Linked DNA regions of Mus musculus: region 2 is linked to region 1. A link is a contact called in public promoter capture Hi-C data. All regions are on one chromosome and are shown on one strand. The core of a region is the stretch at or near the end of the contact, and the rest is flanking DNA. Distances in the headings are between cores, read along the strand shown.

What was found. Capture Hi-C pulls out chosen DNA fragments and counts their contacts.
Region 2: a promoter capture Hi-C map of adipose tissue shows a contact between it and region 1. The contact joins the promoter of Agtrap here to the promoter of Mthfr in region 1. A contact is called at or near these places in 2 of 39 promoter capture datasets (the 3T3-L1 cell line and the HPC-7 cell line), 2 of 15 datasets of contacts at CTCF or cohesin (the NIH/3T3 cell line and pro-B cells), 39 of 484 Hi-C or Micro-C datasets (CD4 T cells, CD8 T cells, CD8 central memory T cells and 23 more), 16 of 115 datasets of contacts at active chromatin or transcription factors (CD8 T cells, the SCID.adh cell line, embryonic stem cells and 7 more) and 3 of 9 other capture datasets (adipose tissue, liver and pancreatic islet).

What each region holds. Positions count from the first base shown.
Region 1 is chr4:148,036,718-148,041,098 of GRCm38.p6, forward strand. It overlaps Mthfr (methylenetetrahydrofolate reductase), which reads left to right and starts at 2,360. Exons shown (of 12, transcript NM_010840.3): 1 at 2,360-2,415. It overlaps Clcn6 (chloride channel, voltage-sensitive 6), which reads right to left and starts at 2,096. Exons shown (of 23, transcript NM_011929.3): 1 at 1,964-2,096; 2 at 1,197-1,256. The coding sequence starts at 2,050. RefSeq lists promoters at 1,810-2,448, 2,259-2,448, 2,701-4,381, 4,221-4,381.
Region 2 is chr4:148,086,449-148,091,219 of GRCm38.p6, forward strand. It overlaps Agtrap (angiotensin II, type I receptor-associated protein), which reads right to left and starts at 1,616. Exons shown (of 5, transcript NM_009642.5): 1 at 1,469-1,616. The coding sequence starts at 1,495.

The DNA.
Region 1 (4,381 bases), core at 1,110-3,609:
GGGGCGTGGTGGCACACACTTTTAATCCTAGCTCTTGGGAGGCAGAGGCAGGTGGATTTCTGAGTTTGAGGCCAGCCTGGTCTACAGAGTGAATTCCAGAACAGCCAGGGATACACAGAGAAACCCTGTCTCAAAAAGAAAAAATAAATAAATAAACAAAACAGCATAAAACAAACAGCTTCCCACAAACTTGTATGTGGAGATGGCTAAATGGGAAACATTAAAGATTTGAGTGTAAAATCACTAATCCATAAAAAAATTCACATGAGGGGCTGTCGAGATGGCTCAGTGGTTAAGAGCGCCGACTGCTCTTCTGAAGGTCCCTAGTTCAAATCCCAGCAACCACATGGTGGCTCACAACCATCTGTAACGAAATCTGATGCCCTCTTCTGGAGTGTCTGAAGACAGCTACAGTGTACTTACATATAATAAATAAATAAATCTAAAAAAAAAAAAAAATTCACATGAACATTCTATCAGCCTAAGGCAAGCGAGCTACAAATGGGTGTGACAGAGTTACTCAAAAGGTTGGATAGGGAAACAAAAATGTTGGATAGGGAGGCTGGAGAGATGGCTCAGCAGTTAAGAGCACTGACTGCTCTTGCAGAGGTCCTGAGTTCAACTCCCAGCAACCACATGGTGGCTTATGACCATCTGTAATAGGAATCCGTGTCCGAAGACAGCTACAGTATACTCATATACATTAATTAAATAAATAAATCTTTTTCAAAAAATAAGAGGTTGGGATAGGATTGATGGAGCAGCCTTTGTGAGTCTCCAGAAGAGCTCTTCCCATCTCAGCCTCCCAAGTCCAGTGGCAAACTAAAAGGAACCACAACATGTGGCCCCACACTCTTCAAAGTTTCATATCTGAAACTGGAAACTATAATCCAGAATAGGGCAGAAGAGAGAGAGGCAAGGTCTCCTCACAGCTCACGAGAGAGACTGTTTTGAGCACTCACAGGGAAGAGCTTCGACCCTGGGTCCCTGGAAGGTTTAATGGCAAACACGCTCTATATCCAGGCAGAACTGGAATGCATCACCACCAGACTGTGGGACCAGGTTAAGGACTTGCTAGGCAGTCATCTCCCCCATTCCCTGAGGCAGAGGGTCAAAGAGCATCTCTGGTTGGAGGCCTGAAGCACTCAGTCCTCTCACTACACCAGTTACCCAGGACAGCATCTGGAACACCTCACCTCATAGTCTTTCCTTGGAAGAATCTCATCCTCTTCTTCCTGTGTCTCCCCAAGGATGGTCTAGAAAAACAGATTCACAGAATGGAGATCTTTTAATGGGTTAAGGGTACAAGGAGGGTAGTATTATTAAAATCGAAATTAGCTAGAGCCATCTTCAAAGAGGAACAATGTTTCAAAACCATGAGCTCTACATTTCTATTGATCGGCGAATTCTTTAAATCGTAATGCTCACCTTCAGGACACCTGAAAGATGTCTGATGGCAGCTTCGTTGGAGGAGAAAATTCGTGTTTCATTTGACAATAGACTGACTACGGAATCGGGGGGAATGAATCAATTCTGAGAACACAACTCAAGTTTTCCCAGCTTGCTTTGCACGGGGAAGCTGGATCACCAGTGACCCAGAAAGAGTGAAGGGTAGAGAATAAGAACAGGCCAGAGAAACTACACCAACGGCATGGGCGTCACGTCCCGCGCAAGGGCTCATTCTACAATGCTTGCTTCGTTCAAAACTCAAAGAGAATATGGACGGCATTAATTCAAGCTGGCCGAGGCCCTCCCTCGGAGTCCAGAGAGAGGTTATAGAACAGAACTCTGGCTGGGGCACGCGGAGGTAAGCTGGATGCTTCCCGAGCCCAGGCAGCGGTCTCCGGGCCCCACCCGCTGCCACCTGCAGGCGCGGTCCGGCGCGGCCCCACCCCCGGCAACGCCTCTTGTCATCCTGTCATCCCTCCGTAGCCACCCCTTCCCCAGCCAGGCAGCCGCTCACCAGCTCCTCGGGGGTGCGGCTCTCCCGTTCACCGCAGCAGCAACACCACCGGCAGCAGCAGCACACGGACCCCCTGCACCCCGCCATCTTCCTCCTTTGCTGCCGCTCCGGACCACCTAGGCCAACCCCCCTCCCACCCAGGATCCGCGCCTCACGTGACTGGCCCCGGGAGGGTCACGTGGCCCTCTCGAGCTCTGGGTCCGGAGACAGGGAGTGGCTGCAGACGGGTGGGGCGAGGGCTCGCGTCACATGACGCAGTACTTGGCTGGCTTCCCCTGAGACCTCTGGGCGCGGCCATGTTGGGGCGGGACTTCCGGCCGTCGTCTCGTCTCGTAGATGTGGCTTCCGCCTGCCGCTCGTCCTGTTTCCCTTAGCAACCGACAGCTCCGCCCCGCCTTCTTCGCCAGCCCTAGGGAGGTGGCACCCTCGCCGCCACCGATCTGACGCAAGAGGTAACGCAAAAGGCTTGGGACGCTGCGGATAGATTCGCAGAGTCGGGAACACACCACCGCAAGCTAGACCTGTGGGCAGGCGGTTAGGTGCTGGCCGGCCCTTTGCACGTGAAGGCTCCTTAGGGCCTATGAATACTCATGGAGGCTGTCACCCCAGCCCCACTACCTGCAGGAAGGTATCTCAAAGTTAAAGGAATCCTGGATCTGGGGCAGTGATCCAGACCCTGCAGCCTTCTGGGACCCGCATCCCCGCCACGGCCTGTGACCCATTGACCAGGTGACCCGATTACCATCCCTCAGGCCATGGTGGCTGCCTGCCATAGTGTCTGTCTGTCTAGCTCTCTCGCTCGCTCTCTGGGATTTTGTTTGGTTTGGTTTGGTTTTCGCGACAGATTCTCTGTGTAGCCCTAGCTGTTCTGAAACTCTCTGTAGATCAGGCCTCGAACTCCGAGATCCATTGCCTCCTGCGAGCTGAGATTAAATATGTGCGTTGTCATGCCTGGTTGCCATAGTCTCTTAAACCCATCTCCCTGACAGCATCTGGAAAGGAAGAGTGGACCGACCATTAGTTTCAACGCCCAGGTGTCCATAGCATCCTGCAGTTCACATGCATCTATCACAACTCTTCCGGGAGTGGTGGGCTCAGTGTTTGTCAGTCTTATTTAAATGATCAGTAGGTGGCAGCGAGGCATTTTGAGATTGGTGTGGAGGTCTTGGCAGTTTTGAGCCCAGTGAGTACTGCCTGTTTTACTACTCTGCCAGGCACTGGCGATGCCACGCCTGAGACTGGTCTTTCTGGTCCAGTCACAGGCAGGGGACTGGACAGTAGAAGGGTAAACAAATTTGTCGGTTCACAGGCTCATCCTTGTGTGATTTGGGAGCTCAACTAATAATGGATAGGGGGTGGGAACTGTTAGAAATGCTTAAACCGAGCCGGGTGTGATGGCGCACGCCTTTAATCCCAACACTCAGGAGGCAGAGGCAGGCGGATTTCTGAGTTTGAGGCCAGCCTGGTCTACAAAGTGAGTTCCAAGACATCCAGGGCTCTACAGAAAAACCCTGTCTCGAAAAACCAGAAAAAAAAACAAAAATGCTTAAACCTTGGAGCGGTTTGCTGTGCCTGAGTCAGCTCCTCCGGTTTTGTTCCAGCAGTGAAAACGAGGCATTTCCCTTGGGTGGAGGAGGAAGGCCTTTGAAGGCCTTTCTCACTCTCCATGAGAACCTGGCAGTTTTAGGTCAGAACAGAAGTGGGACAGATAGATTGGGAGTAACACTGGCACTAAGTCTGGAGTCCAGGAGGGGAAAGAGCAATGGATTTCTTCCGATTCTTGAAGCTGAGACCCAAAATGGTACACTGACTTAAGAGGTGGAAGTTTCTGGAAAGAAACAAACCTGACCTGGTTTCTCTGTTGCTCCACGTCACCACACAGATAGCCACTACTGTGCTGGCCCACTGCTGTGCAGTGGTAGTGTTTGCTTCTTTTCCAGACTAGACTGCAGTATGGCCCTGTGCCCTGTTGGAAGGGCGTATGTGGTAGACTGTGGTCACTGATCCTTTTGACTTAATTGGCGTGTTTAGGGAGAGCTGCTACCAGGGCAGGCACAGATGGAACAACCTTTGTTCAGAGTTGGACATAAATCCATCCCTACCCTCGGTGACTTCAGTCCACCTGCCTCTGCAGCCCAGCCCGTGGCAAGTTCTAGCTCACAACACAACAGTCTTTTTGAAGTAGTGTGATCTCAGGAGATCTGGCTGCTTGGCCATGCTGCAGAAAGCCTATATAACACGTTCCAGGCGAAGCCAGCCACAGTGAGCTGTTCTTTCTTTGGTGGGGGAAATCTAGTGATCCTGAATGGCTAATAGCTAATCTCTAACCCCTGCCTGCCCACTCCTCCCCTCCCCCACTCATCTTCCTCCTTTGACTTGCGCCTGAGCCTTCTCCAGCCGGGAAACCTTACTCCCGCC
Region 2 (4,771 bases), core at 366-2,865, 49 kb after region 1:
AATTTCCTCGTATGATCTAAGCTGAAGTTTGCACCCCGATAAAAGAACACGGCTTCTCTAGGTCAGGTATGGTGGTGCACACCTTTAATCCTAGCACTCAGGAGGCAAAAGCAAGCAGATCTCTTGTCAATTCAAAGACAGCCTGATTTCTATAGTGAGTTCCAGGCCAGCCAGAGCTAGATAGCAAGTCCCCCAACTCTAAACAAAAACGACAGAGTACAGCTTCAGCTTTTTCAGCGGAGGACGGAGACTAAGAAAAACAAGCAACACAGGTTGGGGATACGGCTCGGTTGGTGGAGTGTTTCCTTATCCTGCAGGAAGCCCTGGGTTTCATCGCCACTACTGTGTAATCCTGGCACTGGAGAGGTGGAGGCAGGAGGATCAGAAGTTTGTGGCAATCCTCAGGTACACAGTAAGTTCAAGGCTACACAGTAAGTTAGTACACGAGACCCTGACTCAAATGAATAAAACATATCAGCCCATAAACATCACATTTTTCTCACCTGTTCCTGCGTTTTATTATTATTTGTTAGTGTGTGGTCCTGGGATGGAACCCCAGGCCTGGGGTGGGCTACTCAAATGTTCTACCATTGAGACTTGTGCTGTCCTCGTAATTATTCCAGCAGAATAAGGCAGAGCCTGACCTCCAGACTGCCTCCAAGTCCTGCCTGTAATTCTGTCCCTAGATAATGGATCGCTCAAGCCCATTCCTTTGCTCCAATCTCCCTCCTGCTGCTAGCCAGCAGTTTAGGAATGGGAAACCGGCCAGAGCAAGTCACAGCCCAGCCCATATGAAATCACACAACTGCTCCAAAGCACCTCTATCTTCCGGCCCTTTCCTCTCAGACACCAAAGGGTGCTAAATGGCTTAACACCTGGGAGTCTTAGGGTTTCACGGAGCTGGCACCAAAGGCCCAAGATGGCCGGTTTACTTCCAGGTCCACACGGTTCTGGCCGAAGCTAAGTGGCCAGCACCTCTGTTGCAAATGAGGAGGGCTGAGAGAGAAAAAGAACTTAGGAAATGAAGACATCCTACGCAGCCCCGCTGCCCGGAGCTCAAAGTAGCCTCTGGGGTTTTTGATTTTAGGAAACCTCTTAAGTTCCTGCTTCTTAATTATGAAATAAGGACGCTGCATGTGGAAATTAGGGAGAAGCAATTGTTTGGGGACAGCGGATTTCTCCTAACTTGAGCCAGCACTCAGACAGACCCCCCCCCCCGAACTGCACTGACCTCTCAGAAGGATAGATGTCCCTGTCCTGCTGTGGGGGACACCAGGAGCGCAGGCCCGGGCGGTCCGGTGCCCGTGCCAGCCTGGGTCTGTCCGGGAGGGGCGGCCCTGTCCGTCTCTGTCCCCAGGTGTCCCTCTCCGTGTCCGCCGCCTCCTCCCCGGGGCTCTGGACCTTCCCTTCTGCTCCGACTCCGTTCCCCAGGTTCCTGGACCCCCGCCCGCCCCGGCCGCGCGGCCACCTTCAAGTTCACGGCAGGCAGCTCCATCCCGACCCGGCGGAGGGCACCTGAGCGACGGCCGCGGGGACTCCTGGGCTCCGAACTCGGGAACAAACTTCCTGGCCCCGCCCGTCGCGTTGCGCCAGTTCCAACGGCGGGAGGCCAACTCGCGCGGCCACGTGACTGCAGCCGGTTGCTAGGAGACGGCGTCAGGCAGCTGCTCTTGCTGCTAGGCTCAGGCTCCTGCTACTACTACTGCCTAGGCCTCTACCAGCTCCTGTGCTTCAAGCCAGGAGGTCGGGATTTCTGCAGCCTAGGGGCTCAACGGGCTGCCTAAGTGGGATCGAGGTGAGGTGGTGGGACGACCTACAGCCAGAGGAGCCTGGGGCAAGCGGGCAGAAACTGCGGGTGTGGTAACAGTTGGTGTCTGCCCAGAACATCCTCTCTCCTCTCTTACTTCCCTTGCACAAGAATTAGAACAGTGCCTACCTCATCATCTTTGTGAGGATCAGTGAATGAATTCATGTCCATAAAGATAAAAAGTGAGGGTTGGAGAGGATTCCGTGATTAAGAGCACATGTTACTACTTTTTCTAGGCTTGGGTTCCCAGAACCCACATGCCGGCTCACAATCATGTACTTGTGATACAACCACCCTCTTTTGTCCTCCGCAGGCTCCAGACACAAGTGCATATACACACACAGGCAGGTGAGACATTCGTATACACAAGACAAAAATAAATAAATCTGAAAAAAAAATCGAAGCTCTGTTCTTACTGTATTAAATTTTCCTTCCAAGCTTATTGGATTTCAAGAGAATTTCATAGAATACATTAAAAAGAAAGGAAGGAAGGGGAAGTCGAGGCAAAGATATAATGATATCAAAGCCTGCCTGGCTTATAAAGTAAGACCGTGTTTATGTCTTATTGATCTACTTAGTGGGGTGGGTGGATGCATGCCACAACATGAGTGGGGAGGCGAGAGTGTGGATGGTTCTCCTTCCATCCTGGGTTCTGAAGCCAGGGTAAGGAAAGGGAGACAGGACCTGAAGTCAAGAAAGGGGCTTTCCAGCTGATGGCTGAATAGCCCCCACCACAAGGGAAGGAGAGGCTGGAGGACTCTAGAGCCCAGCAGTTTAAAGCCAACCTGGGCAACAGTGAGACTTTGTCCAAAAATGAGGGGGTCAGGGCTCAGTGTTATAGCATCTGTTTACCAGCATCTGTTTACAGTACCAGCATAGCCTAGGTAAAGTTCCAAATGATCAGAGCTGTGCCGGGTGTCAGTGGCTGATGCACACAAGCTCTAGTACCACCAATATATGAGGAGCCAGCCACTTGGAGTCCACTTGCCCAACATAGCAAAAGTTGGAAGACATTCAGTCAGGACAATTAACAGGAAGTCTCCCCTGCTGAGCCTTCAGACATGCTGAGAGCTCTCAGGAGGCGGGAGCTGCCCAGCCTGGGCTGGTGGGTGTGACTCCAGAAGAATAGAAGCCATATGGGAACCCATGAGACCCCCTGAGTGGACACAAGATGACATCTAGGTCACAGATCCCCAGATAGGACTTTTCTTCTGGGAAGATGAGAGAAGTTGGGGCGGGGCAGACCTAATTTAATAGCCCATTTGAAGGCACAACCCTCAGTCCCCAAGGAAGGCGAACTACAAGTCTGCCATTGTAATGGACAGCTATTCTGATTTTGTTTCTAGGCAGAGTATTTCTGTGATGTCCAGGCTGGCCTTGAACTTGAGAGTTTCCTGTTCTATCCTCCCAAGGGCTGGGATAGCAGGCATGTGCCTTTACCTGGGTCTAATTATGGTTTATTGCATAAGTTTATTTAACTGTTATAAAAATTATATACAGTAGCAAGTTGTTTCCATACCTGTATGGCAATATATCCTGTGATGTTTATTTCTTAATCATGTTTCTTTAGTTTGTATGTTGATATGTAGGCATACATTCCATGCCCCTATGTGGAAGAGGACCAACTTCCTTGAGTTGATCTTCACTTTTCTACCTTGTTTTTGAGCGAAGGTCTCTTCTTGTTTCTACCATTTTGAACACACCAGGTTAGAATCTGAGTGATCCTCCAATCTCCATCTCCCAGTTTCTGTAGGAGTGCTGGGATTACAGATGCACACTACCACATCTGATGTCTTACATGGGTCCTGGGAATCAAAGGCCAGTCGACAGGCTGGTGTGGCAAGTGCCTTTAACCACATAGCCATCTCCCTGGCCCTTTAGCCTGGGCTTTGTGAAATATTTATGTATTTAACTCTGGTGTGTGTGTGTGTGTGTGTGTGTGTGTGTGTGTGTGTGTGTGTGTGTGTATGTGTTTATGTGCACATGCATATATAGGAGTCTGCAGCGGTCAGAAGAGGCACTGATCCTTTGGAATTGGAGTTGCAGGTGGCTGTGAGCCACCATATGGATGCTGGGAACTAAACCCAGGTCCTCTGCAAGAGCAGTAAGTATTCTTAATTGCTGAAGCATCTCTCCAGCCCTCTGTACCGTTTGTTTTTGTTTTTGTTTTGTTTTTTTTCCATTTTCTTTATAATTCTTTTTTTTAAAATATTTATTTATTGATCATATGCAAGTACACTGTAGCTGTCTTCAGACACTCCAGAAGAGGGAGTCAGATCTCGTTACGGATGGTTGTGAGCCACCATGTGGTTGCTGGGATTTGAACTCTGGACCTTCGGAAGAGCAGTCAGGTGCTCTTACCCACTGAGCCATCTCGCCAGCCCCTTCTTTATAATTCTTATTAGGTATTTTCCTCATTTACATTTCCAATGCTATCCCAAAAGTCCCCCATACCCTCCCATCCACTCCCCTACCCACCCACTCCCACTTTTTGGCCCTGGCATTCTCCTATACTGAGGCAGATAAAGTTTGCAAGTCCAATGGGCCTCTCTTTCCAGTGATGGCCGACTAGGCCATCTTTTGATACATATGCAGCTAGAGTCAAGAGCTCCAGGGTACTGGTTAGTTCATAATGTTGTTCTACCTATAGGGTTGCAGATCCGTTTAGCTCCTTGGGTACCTTCTCTAGCTCCTCCATTGGGGGCCATGTGATCCATCCAATAGCTGACTGTGAGCATCCACTTCTGTGTTTGCTAGGCCCCGCTCTATACCGTTTTTAAGGGTTAGAGTGTAGCTCGGTGGTAGTGCATTTGCCTCGTTTGTGTATGTGTGTAGCCATGAATTTCAACAGCACACACACACACACACACACAGAGAGAGAGAGAGAGAGAGAGAGAGAGAGAGAGAGAGAGAGAGAGAGAGACTGTTGATTTTGCTCCTTTGGTAAAATGCTTCCTTAGCATC